Linked DNA regions of Mus musculus: regions 1 and 2 are each linked to region 3. A link is a contact called in public Micro-C and promoter capture Hi-C data. All regions are on one chromosome and are shown on one strand. The core of a region is the stretch at or near the end of the contact, and the rest is flanking DNA. Distances in the headings are between cores, read along the strand shown. Region 1 holds the start of Kif7 (kinesin family member 7). Region 2 holds the start of Det1 (de-etiolated homolog 1 (Arabidopsis)). Region 3 holds the start of Abhd2 (abhydrolase domain containing 2).

Region 1 (2,953 bases), core at 98-2,597, 440 kb after region 3:
TGGCCAAAAAATAAAAAATAAAAAAAGCCCCAGCACTTGATATCTCCGGTTTTTGTGTTCCAGCTGTCCCACTCCCCCTTCTAAGTCTCTACCATTGCTCCTCCCTGAAACTGCTTGACACCTGCCCATCTTCTTCAAAGAAGCCAAAAGATCCTTCAAGACCAAATTCCTATCACTAAACTCTGCCAGTTCTTTTTTTTTTCCATTTTTTATTAGGTATTTAGCTCATTTACATTTCCAATGCTATACCAAAAGTCCCCCATACCCACCCACCCCCAACTCTGCCAGTTCTATCTCCTAAGTATCTCTCAAGATTATCAGCTACACTCCTCATCCTGTTGCCAAAACCAGTCATGCTGCTGACACCCTGAAGGGATAACTTCTGCCTGCTCCCTTTCCGAGTTTCAGTCTCCCCGACCTCTCCAACCGCGCAGTCTAGAGCATCTTTCAAAAACACAGTTGTGACAGTCTCATTTTTACACCCCACTAACAATAAAGGAAGCTTAGAACACACTCCCTACCTTCCCCATCTCCTGAATACCATGCCTTTCCTCTCAGGCCATCAACCTCTGTGTTACCATCTTCATCCACCCACGCTTGGGCTGGGCTCACCTTCCCCACAGGGCCAGGGAAGCTGCTCTGCTCTGTCCCATCACCACTACAGACAGCCCTTTGTGCTGCCCACATCAGACACTGACCACACGGATGCCAGAGCCAGAGTCTCTCTCCCCATGGAAAGCAAGAACCCTCTTTGTCTATTTCGAACTCTATCATCAGCACCCAGCACAGGGTACAATACTATCTAGCAATCCGTGAGGACCCCTCCCGCCCCCAATCTCGCCTTCTCCTTTCTCACCACATTCTTCAACCGCAGTATCCCACGCTACACTTCGTTGTTTTCGTATTTACTGTTTAGCATCTCTGCTTGTATAACCGCTCATTCATTCGGTTCTGGTTAGGTGCTGGAGCCTGGGTACACAGAGGTAACAGTGCCTGGCGGCACTCCAATCCCCAGGTAGACTCTGGAGCTGTGTGTGGTCCCGGCTTCTCCTTCCCCACAATCAAGGCTCCGAGCCTCAAAGGCGCCCTGACAACTCCACCCGCGCGATCGGCCTCTGGGAACAGGCCCTCCCGGAAAGTTTGCAAAAGTGATTACAAACGTGGACCCTCGCAGGCTGCTCCTCCTGGCCCGGCCCGCCCAGTGAGGGAGCTCGCAGTAAGCTGAGGGGCACAGATGGGGGGCTGCTCAGTCGCCTCCCGGGTGAGCCCTGTCTAGCCCTCCATCCCCTCGGGACCCACACCCACCTGCCAGAGTGCGAGCGCAGTCCCGGGACGCGCAGCCAAGCTCGGCGCCCCGACCCGGCGCGCTCCGATGCCGTCATCGGGACCCCCGCCCCCCCAAACATCCCTCCCTTCACCCGCAACCCCGCCTGCCCCGGCGCTCGGGGGCGGAGGCGCAGGCAGGGCGCCTCCAAGTCGGTCCGCAGACGGGGCTGGGCGGGCCCTCCTATGGGGGAGGGGCGGGCCTCTGCCGGGGGGCGGGCCCAGGGAAGCAGCCAGTGGCTTCTCTTCAGGTCTTAGAAAACTGGGAAATCGGCACCAGACATCTGTCTTCTCATAGACCCACTTCTTTCTTTCTGCTCCCAGGGTTAAGCCATAATCCTCATTAAAAACAAAACGTAACAACAACAAAACCACCTTCCCTAGGAAGTTTTAGTTCCTAAAACTATGTCTCATTTTAGGATTTATGAGATTCAATCGCAGTTTAGAGTCACTGTCAAGGGACACTTGTCATCCAGAGAGGCAAAGCTGGCTGTCCATCTCTTTGACTGGAAACACCATGCTTTGTTGAATTTGTAATTCAAATCTAGAATCCAAGCCAGGGTGAGTGGCCCATGCCTATAATCCCAGAACTCTGCAGAATCCTTGAGCAGCAGGGGATCAGCACCATCCTGGCTACAGAGGTGTAGCCTCTGGACAAACACAAAAATAAAAAATCTGGAAAGCAGACTGGGAGAGGCAGAGTGGGGCATTTGCCTAGCATGAGGGAAGTCTTGTTTTTTTATCCCAAGTACCACGAATAACCACCACCATCCCAGAATACATATTTATCACTTAAAACACCACTAAAGAAAAACAAATTTTGATAGATGTATTCAGATGACTGCCTGCTATAGAGGCAGCATAATTAAAGGCTGCAGAAATGTCCAGTTCTCCCAGATCTATATGAGAAAACACTCAGCCCCATACAGTAGAATCACAGCCTGAAGTGAGGCCAATGATGAGGCCATGTGGTGTCTCATTGGTAAGATAAGCAGGGGCCGGGGGTCCCTGATAGGCATATTCTCTCCCTTGGTGACACAGATACAGGCCAGATTAGACCAGATTAAAAGTAGATACAGGCAGGTTTATTAGGAGGCAGATCTCTGGTGGGTTCACCGATCTCACAGGTGGAGGTCAGTGACGTCACACATCCGCTAAAGCAAGGGGCTTTTATAGAGTTTAGGTGAGGAGTGCCAGCAAGGAGCTGGGGTGATGTTCACACATGGTCAAAAACTGAGCCCCTGGGTGGGCACTCTTGGGTGGGTTGCTGGCAACGGGGAGCCCAAGAGTGATAAAGTGATGATGTGTTAGCCAGACATTTTCTCTGGGAGGGCAGAGTTGGAGGAAAGGAGGGCAGATGGGTTTCCCAACTTGTGCAGGGCACGGGCAGGAGTTCCAGACTAACAATCCCCAGCAGGTTGAGTCAGGGGCAACAACAGTGCCTGCTCTCCCACATGTATGATCTGTCATCTACAGACACTAAGTACCCAGAGGAGTGAGGGAGCATCACCACGTGGTGTGGCATGCTCTTGGGATCAAGTGATCTGTCCCTAGGTTCTTTCCTTCACTTCCTGTATGTCACGTGCTCTGCTCATCCCTGAGCTAAGCTCCGACAGGGTGATGGCCCTAT
Region 2 (2,960 bases), core at 395-2,894, 430 kb before region 3:
GCGTTCCTGGACAGTCAGAGCTACATACACAGTTAGGCCATGTCTCAAAACCCCTACCCACCTCCTACCCTGCTACCCCAGGGAAAGGGGAAAGGAAAACCTACAGGGTGAACAGAGTATTTGCTGTCCAAATATCTGGTAAGGGGTTAATACTTAACATATTTAATGAACTCTTAGAACTCGACAAATAGCCACAAACCCAGATTCAAATACAAATGGCCAACAAAGAAGGTTTGCACATCAATAATAGAAAGAGAGAGAGAGAGAGAGAGATCTATCTCAAAAGCTTGGAGGTGGTAGTAGTGTTCTGGCAAAGGCTTTCATAAAGAGCAGCATAACAGATTCCCCAGGACCACAAAACAAACAAAACCCTTACAACACATAGTCAGGGTATTGTTTTGCAATCCTTTTGTTTCAAGCTTATCCTCATACAAGCTACATCCATTGGATAAAGATCTAAAAGGCTTGCAGAGCCGCCAGACCAGAGGGAGTCAGGTCTCTAAACTACCACCTCTGGTTGTTTTTTGGAAGGAACCCTTCCCTGAAAGCCACTCGCTCATTTGCATATTGCCTAGAGCCACTTTAGCCCTAGGAAAAGAGCAGAGTGACTGCAACAGACCACACACTGAACTCTACTATCTGGTCTTTTGTAGACACTAAATTCTTCACCTTTGAGAACTGTCTCCAATATCAGCCTCATCATCCTGTCTTTGAAGGCCTTCCTTCACTTAGTGAGACATAGATTCCAACACACTAGCCACTCAATTGCAACTCTCTGTATTTTACTAATGTGTATATTTATGGTGATCTCTCTGGGTCAAGTATACACTTATCTGTTGTATGCCCACCACAGTGCTTAACACGTAGCAAGCTTCCTTCTTAAACGGTGGGCATACCTCAAGCCATCTTCTTGGCTAACGTGGGTAACCACAGGGGAACTTTCATTTTCCGGAAGACATTCTCTCCGGTCCACGCCATAAATTCTCTCGTTGCAACGTTAGTAGTGTCAAGTTTTGGGGAAGTCTTTCTGACCACCCCACCTAAAGGACTCATCTTTTTCTTGTTTCTTTCTCTAGTCATCTGTCACATTTTTTTTTTTTAATTTACACGGTCGCTTGCATGGTTGTGTTTAATGTTTGAGTCTCCTCGTTGAACTGTACCCTCTCTAATGGAAGTAACCAGGTCTACTTCGGTCACCGCGGTATACTCTTCCAGCCCTGGGGCTGGCACATGGTAGACGCTTTGGTGCGGTGCGGTCTGAAACGAAAGCCTGGCTAAAGCGGGTCACTAATTGTGTGAACGCAAGGTTTATTCCTCGTTGGAGCAAGTGCACATGTCCCCACACTCTTGGCGACTGCTTCCAAAACAAGAAAAGGATGCCAAGAGGCAGACACACATGCCCATGGTCGCCCCCGGAAAGAAAAGCCCAGGGCGGGGCCTCCCCGGGCAAAGCCGGGGGCCGGAGCTCCTGAGACCCGGCGAGCATGCGGGGAGGAGCCCGCCGCGGAGCTCTCGCGGGCCGCAAAGGGCAAGTCCTCACCTGTCGAGTCCTGGCTCATGGGGCCAGGGCAAGGGTCGCCCTAGCCTGCTCCGCGCACACCTCCCCCGGCCCCGCCCCCACCATGCCTCGGGACCCCGGCGTCGGCAGCCACCAGCCCGGGTTTCCGCCCGCTACCGGAAGCGCTGCGCAGCGAGAAGGGAAGATCGGAAGATCGAGACGCCATGCAGCTAAGGAGCGGCGCAGCGCACCCTGGCGTCCGGAGGAGAGATCGAGACCATAGAGGCTGGATAAGCCCCGGACCAAGTGATCCAAGGCACGTTCATAACTACTATGAGTAGGAGTTAAGTTTTCACCTGCTTCTTGCATACTGGTGGAAGATGGATTATACATGCACCATGTCACTGCGTTTTCCATGCTCGTGGTTGCACGTGGGGATACAATAAAAGCTTCTGTACTAAATGAATCCAATACCATTGACTGGCCTTTTCACCTACACGTTACTTCATTTAATTTTCTTTTTTCTTACAAGCTATTTCTTCCCTGTGAGTCGGTGGCTTCTCTCCTTTGTGCTTGCGTGTGTGTGTGTGTGTGTGTGTGTGTGTGTGTGTGTGCGCGCGCGCGCGTTTGTATTTGGGTGTATGGTTTATTTTTGATGCTTTGGCAGGAAACCAAACCCAAAATATCTTCTCTTAAGGCTTCTGGGTAGCCACCGCCACTGTTCACCCACCACTGTCAAATATCTGTTTCTGTTGATGTGTATTGCTTTGTTGTGTCTCTCCTCCCTTTGGTAGATTATAAACTGAGAACAGGGATTTTTGTCTTATTTTCTGTTCCAGCCCCACCTCCCACCCCATAACAAGGTTTGACATCTTATAGAATCTCAGTAAATATTCCATCAGTAATCCATTGTGGTCTATCTCTTCTGGACCCCCATGCCATCTCCATTCTATATCCCCAGCTCTTCTGAGACATAGGATATAGAATTAGAGGCTAGGTTGAGCCTTGCTCTCTCTCCCAACCCTCTCCATACCCAAAGGACTCAGAGAATGAATATCTCTGCAGACCAACACATGAGAAAGGGATATGTGTTGACTTTGACCAGGGAGAGAGGAAAATTAAGGTCTAAAGGGGAAAGGTGACTTGGGGATATAGACTGACTATGAAGAGAATGATAGGTTTCTGGCCCAGTCCTACCATTTCCAGGCTCAGTATTCTTAGGTGCTGGCTTTAGAAACCTCATGCCTTTTTCTGGAAAATGACTATACCTGCCTCTTAAGGTTATCCCAAGTATTAAACCTGTTAGCCCTAAATACTTGAAGTCTTGATAAAATATTACTAAAGCTTTCCAGCCACAACTCTCTTCCTTTCCCATGATGAAACTGAGACCCAAAGGGGACATACATCTCTTGCACAAGTTCATACAAGAATAAGAGCCAGTAGGGGTGGGGCCACAGATTAT
Region 3 (2,882 bases), core at 217-2,716:
TCTGGGGTTCAATGCAGTTCCAAGAGTCTTTCCGTCCACACTCTGGGGTGTCCCATACCTTCAAAATGAGAAATGGGGGAGTCTGAGGGATATTTTAGAGGGACTTCTGGATCCGCACTAAGTAGCCTTCAAAGGCTGCTACTTGCTCACATTGCTTTGTTTGTTTGTGACAAGGCCTCATTGTGACAGAGGAGGACTCATTATGTAGCTTCAAAGTAAAGCAATCCTCCTGCCTCAGCTTCCTGCTGGAATAACAAACAGGAGACCGGTGCTGGCTCCTCCTCCTTGAGTTGGCTCATGCTTTCCTTGTCGGGGTCCGGAAATGTATTAAGAGAAAATTTAACATTGCTTCAAATCTAAATTCCTTCCTCTGGCTATGTGTTCCTTCTGTCTCCTGCCTCTTCTCTTGGAGCCACACTGCGTGCCTTGGCAGTGTGTCGGTGGCTGCCTCACTGGAGCTCCCTTTCGGGTTGTCAGTATTCTCTCCATCAGGCACGTGCCGTTGCGAACAGAGCCTCAGGTTCACAGAATGGTAGAACCCAGTCTAGGTGCATGGATGGAGAGGGTGAGTGATGAATAGCTAGTCTTGATAAACGCCCGTGGAACACCACGCACTGTACTGATCTTCTATCAGCAACCAGCACTTACCAAATATAGTCAGTGAGAACTCTAAAAGGCTAAAAGGCACGGCCAAGACTGCAGTCTGACTTCAAAGGTCACTTCTTCCAAGTGGCCTCCAACCACAAGGGCTGGTTAAAAGCTGAAAGATCATAGGGACTGTAACAGGTCCATAAAGTCCTGCATGTTCCCACCCACTTCCCTAGCTGAAAGAGGTCAAAGGCTGCTGCCTCCACCTCTTTGTCGCCTCCACCTCTTGCTTTCTGGTTTAGTGACTCACCACCTCTGCTCTACTAAGTTAGGACTCCACACTTCAAACACCTACGTCCTGAGCTACAGGTTCATCTTCCTGGGCACACCAGTGCTGAGAACCCCACGGCTGGGCTATCTCTTTCCCCAGTTCATCTCTATAAGACTCCGGACCTTTCTGCCCCAGAACTCAGAAAGCCATCACAATAGGCCCTCTCCTCTACTCCGTATCATCAACCATCAAACATAACCCATCCTTTAGCCGGCTCCCCTTATCCCGCCCCTCGGGGAGGACCTTACCCAATAGCATCTAGGCCCACTGGCTAAAGACATCAAAAGTAACCAATTATAGGAGAATTGCCCGCTAAGAATCTCCGCCTCCACCTTGAGGAGCAGTCCTACTGACCAATGGGCCACCATATAGACGCAACAAGCGCGATGAACAAATAGAGTGGCGGCTGGGTGATCCAATGGACACTGGGAGAGCCTTGCTTGGGGGCGTAGCAGAGGCGGTCGTCAGGGGCGTGGCGGCAGTTGCCTGGGCGGGGCCGGTAGCGGCGGGAGCTGCGCTGGCCAGGGGTTCCGGCTGTATTTCTATGAGCGCAGCCGGCAGCTGCGGAGCTGCGGGAACCGGACTCCGGGCGGGTTGGACTGCTGGAGTCAATGAGAGAAGGTAAGACCTCGGCTGGGCGAGTTCCACCAAACAGGGATCGCGCCTTGGATGCGTCGGGCCAGAACCCCGAGTTACCCGGTCCCCAGCGTGGCTCGGCCCATCGCGCCGCAGCTTGAGTGCTCCGGATCCGTGGGGACTGTTTGGGGGACTGTCACCTGGCACTGCGGGGATCTAGAGGGCCAGCTTGTCTGATGACGGGGCAGCCCAACCCATTGGTGGGATACGCCTTCCTAAAGGTCCTTTGTCCTCTCCTGCTCGAGGAACCGAGGTTGGGGACAAGGCCGACGGAGGCCTCCTGGCTGCCATCCCTCGCTCTGATCAATGCTGAAGTCTTGGTCCTGGGGGAGGTATCTGGCCGGCCAGACTCAGGGTAGAGAGTGCAGGATGCTGGAAACCTGAAAGGGCCTGACTACAAGCCCTTTCGATGGGCCGATGCATTTTGGGATCCCGGGGCTCACCTACGACCGATGGGTTCAAGTTGTAGGGAAGCAATTTTTGACCTACTTGGAGGCGCACTTTATTGAGCTTGTGGGGCAACTGTTCTAGGTGCTTCGTGGGCTTTCCCCACAAGATCTGTCCAGCAGCGCCCCGGGCTGCCTGCCAGGCCGAGCAGCCAGAGCATCGACCTTGGAAGTGCCTAGCCAGAGGCCAGATGATAGCCACCTGTCTGGGATGCTTAGGAAGGGGAGAATTGTATGAGCCATCTGTGAGGCCCTTCTCCATCCACCCATGCACTCTGAACAACATTTATTGACTGTATCGAGGATGGGACTTACCGGAGTTGGCTAGATTCCAAGGGGATGTTGAATACACCCATAATGATCTTTTTTGAGGTCTTAGCTCTCAAATGCATGTGTGCATGCCTGCGTACAAATGGAATAGATTATATTGAATGCTGAGTTAATCAAGTGGTTCACCTTAAGTGCGCAGTTGGGGGTTCCACTTTCTGGTTCCTCTTTTGTGGTGCCCTCACCTCCAGCTGGTCAAGTTTTACCTGGCCCAGAGGCAGGTTCCAAGAACAGGCTTGGGAGAGATTGCAGGATTGGCAGAGTCAACATGATCTGTGCCCAGAGCTTTTCAAGGACCATTGGGTTACAGTCACACTAAGCAGAATGCATTTCCCCTCCTCACTGCCTCCCCTCATTTGCTTGACTAGGAAGGACATAATCCTCTGAAGGTCGGGAAGCAGAAGAAATAATTATAACCCGCTTTACCCAGGTGAAGATAAATGAAGCTTTGTCCGGGTAGGCAGCCAAAAGCAGCTCAGTCCACGCTGCTGGCGGTCAGCATGATATTTAGAAGCCAAAAGGCTGATGCTCATCTAACTCTTCCCCCTTATTGT

The links. Promoter capture Hi-C pulls out the DNA fragments that hold promoters and counts their contacts. A called contact is a pair of places that touch in the nucleus more often than the background predicts.
Region 1: a contact with region 3 is called in a Micro-C map of embryonic stem cells, with 2.6 times the contacts expected there. The contact joins the promoter of Kif7 here to the promoter of Abhd2 in region 3. A contact is called at or near these places in 1 of 39 promoter capture datasets (liver), 1 of 484 Hi-C or Micro-C datasets (embryonic stem cells) and 2 of 115 datasets of contacts at active chromatin or transcription factors (memory CD8 T cells and pancreatic cancer cells).
Region 2: a contact with region 3 is called in a promoter capture Hi-C map of the HPC-7 cell line, with 3 times the contacts expected there. The contact joins the promoter of Det1 here to the promoter of Abhd2 in region 3. A contact is called at or near these places in 9 of 39 promoter capture datasets (the C10 cell line, the HPC-7 cell line, cranial neural crest and 5 more), 2 of 484 Hi-C or Micro-C datasets (embryonic stem cells and pre-B cells), 2 of 115 datasets of contacts at active chromatin or transcription factors (the SCID.adh cell line and memory CD8 T cells) and 2 of 9 other capture datasets (adipose tissue and liver).

Annotation. Positions count from the first base shown.
Region 1 is chr7:79,714,360-79,717,312 of GRCm38.p6, forward strand. Kif7 (kinesin family member 7) reads right to left here and starts at 1,348. Exons shown (of 19, transcript NM_001291222.2): 1 at 1,306-1,348.
Region 2 is chr7:78,845,567-78,848,526 of GRCm38.p6, forward strand. Det1 (de-etiolated homolog 1 (Arabidopsis)) reads right to left here and starts at 1,645. Exons shown (of 5, transcript NM_029585.3): 1 at 1,541-1,645.
Region 3 is chr7:79,271,800-79,274,681 of GRCm38.p6, forward strand. Abhd2 (abhydrolase domain containing 2) reads left to right here and starts at 1,467. Exons shown (of 11, transcript NM_018811.6): 1 at 1,467-1,540. It overlaps Gm31510 (predicted gene, 31510), which reads right to left and starts at 1,230. Exons shown (of 2, transcript NR_169073.1): 1 at 1,168-1,230; 2 at 1-58.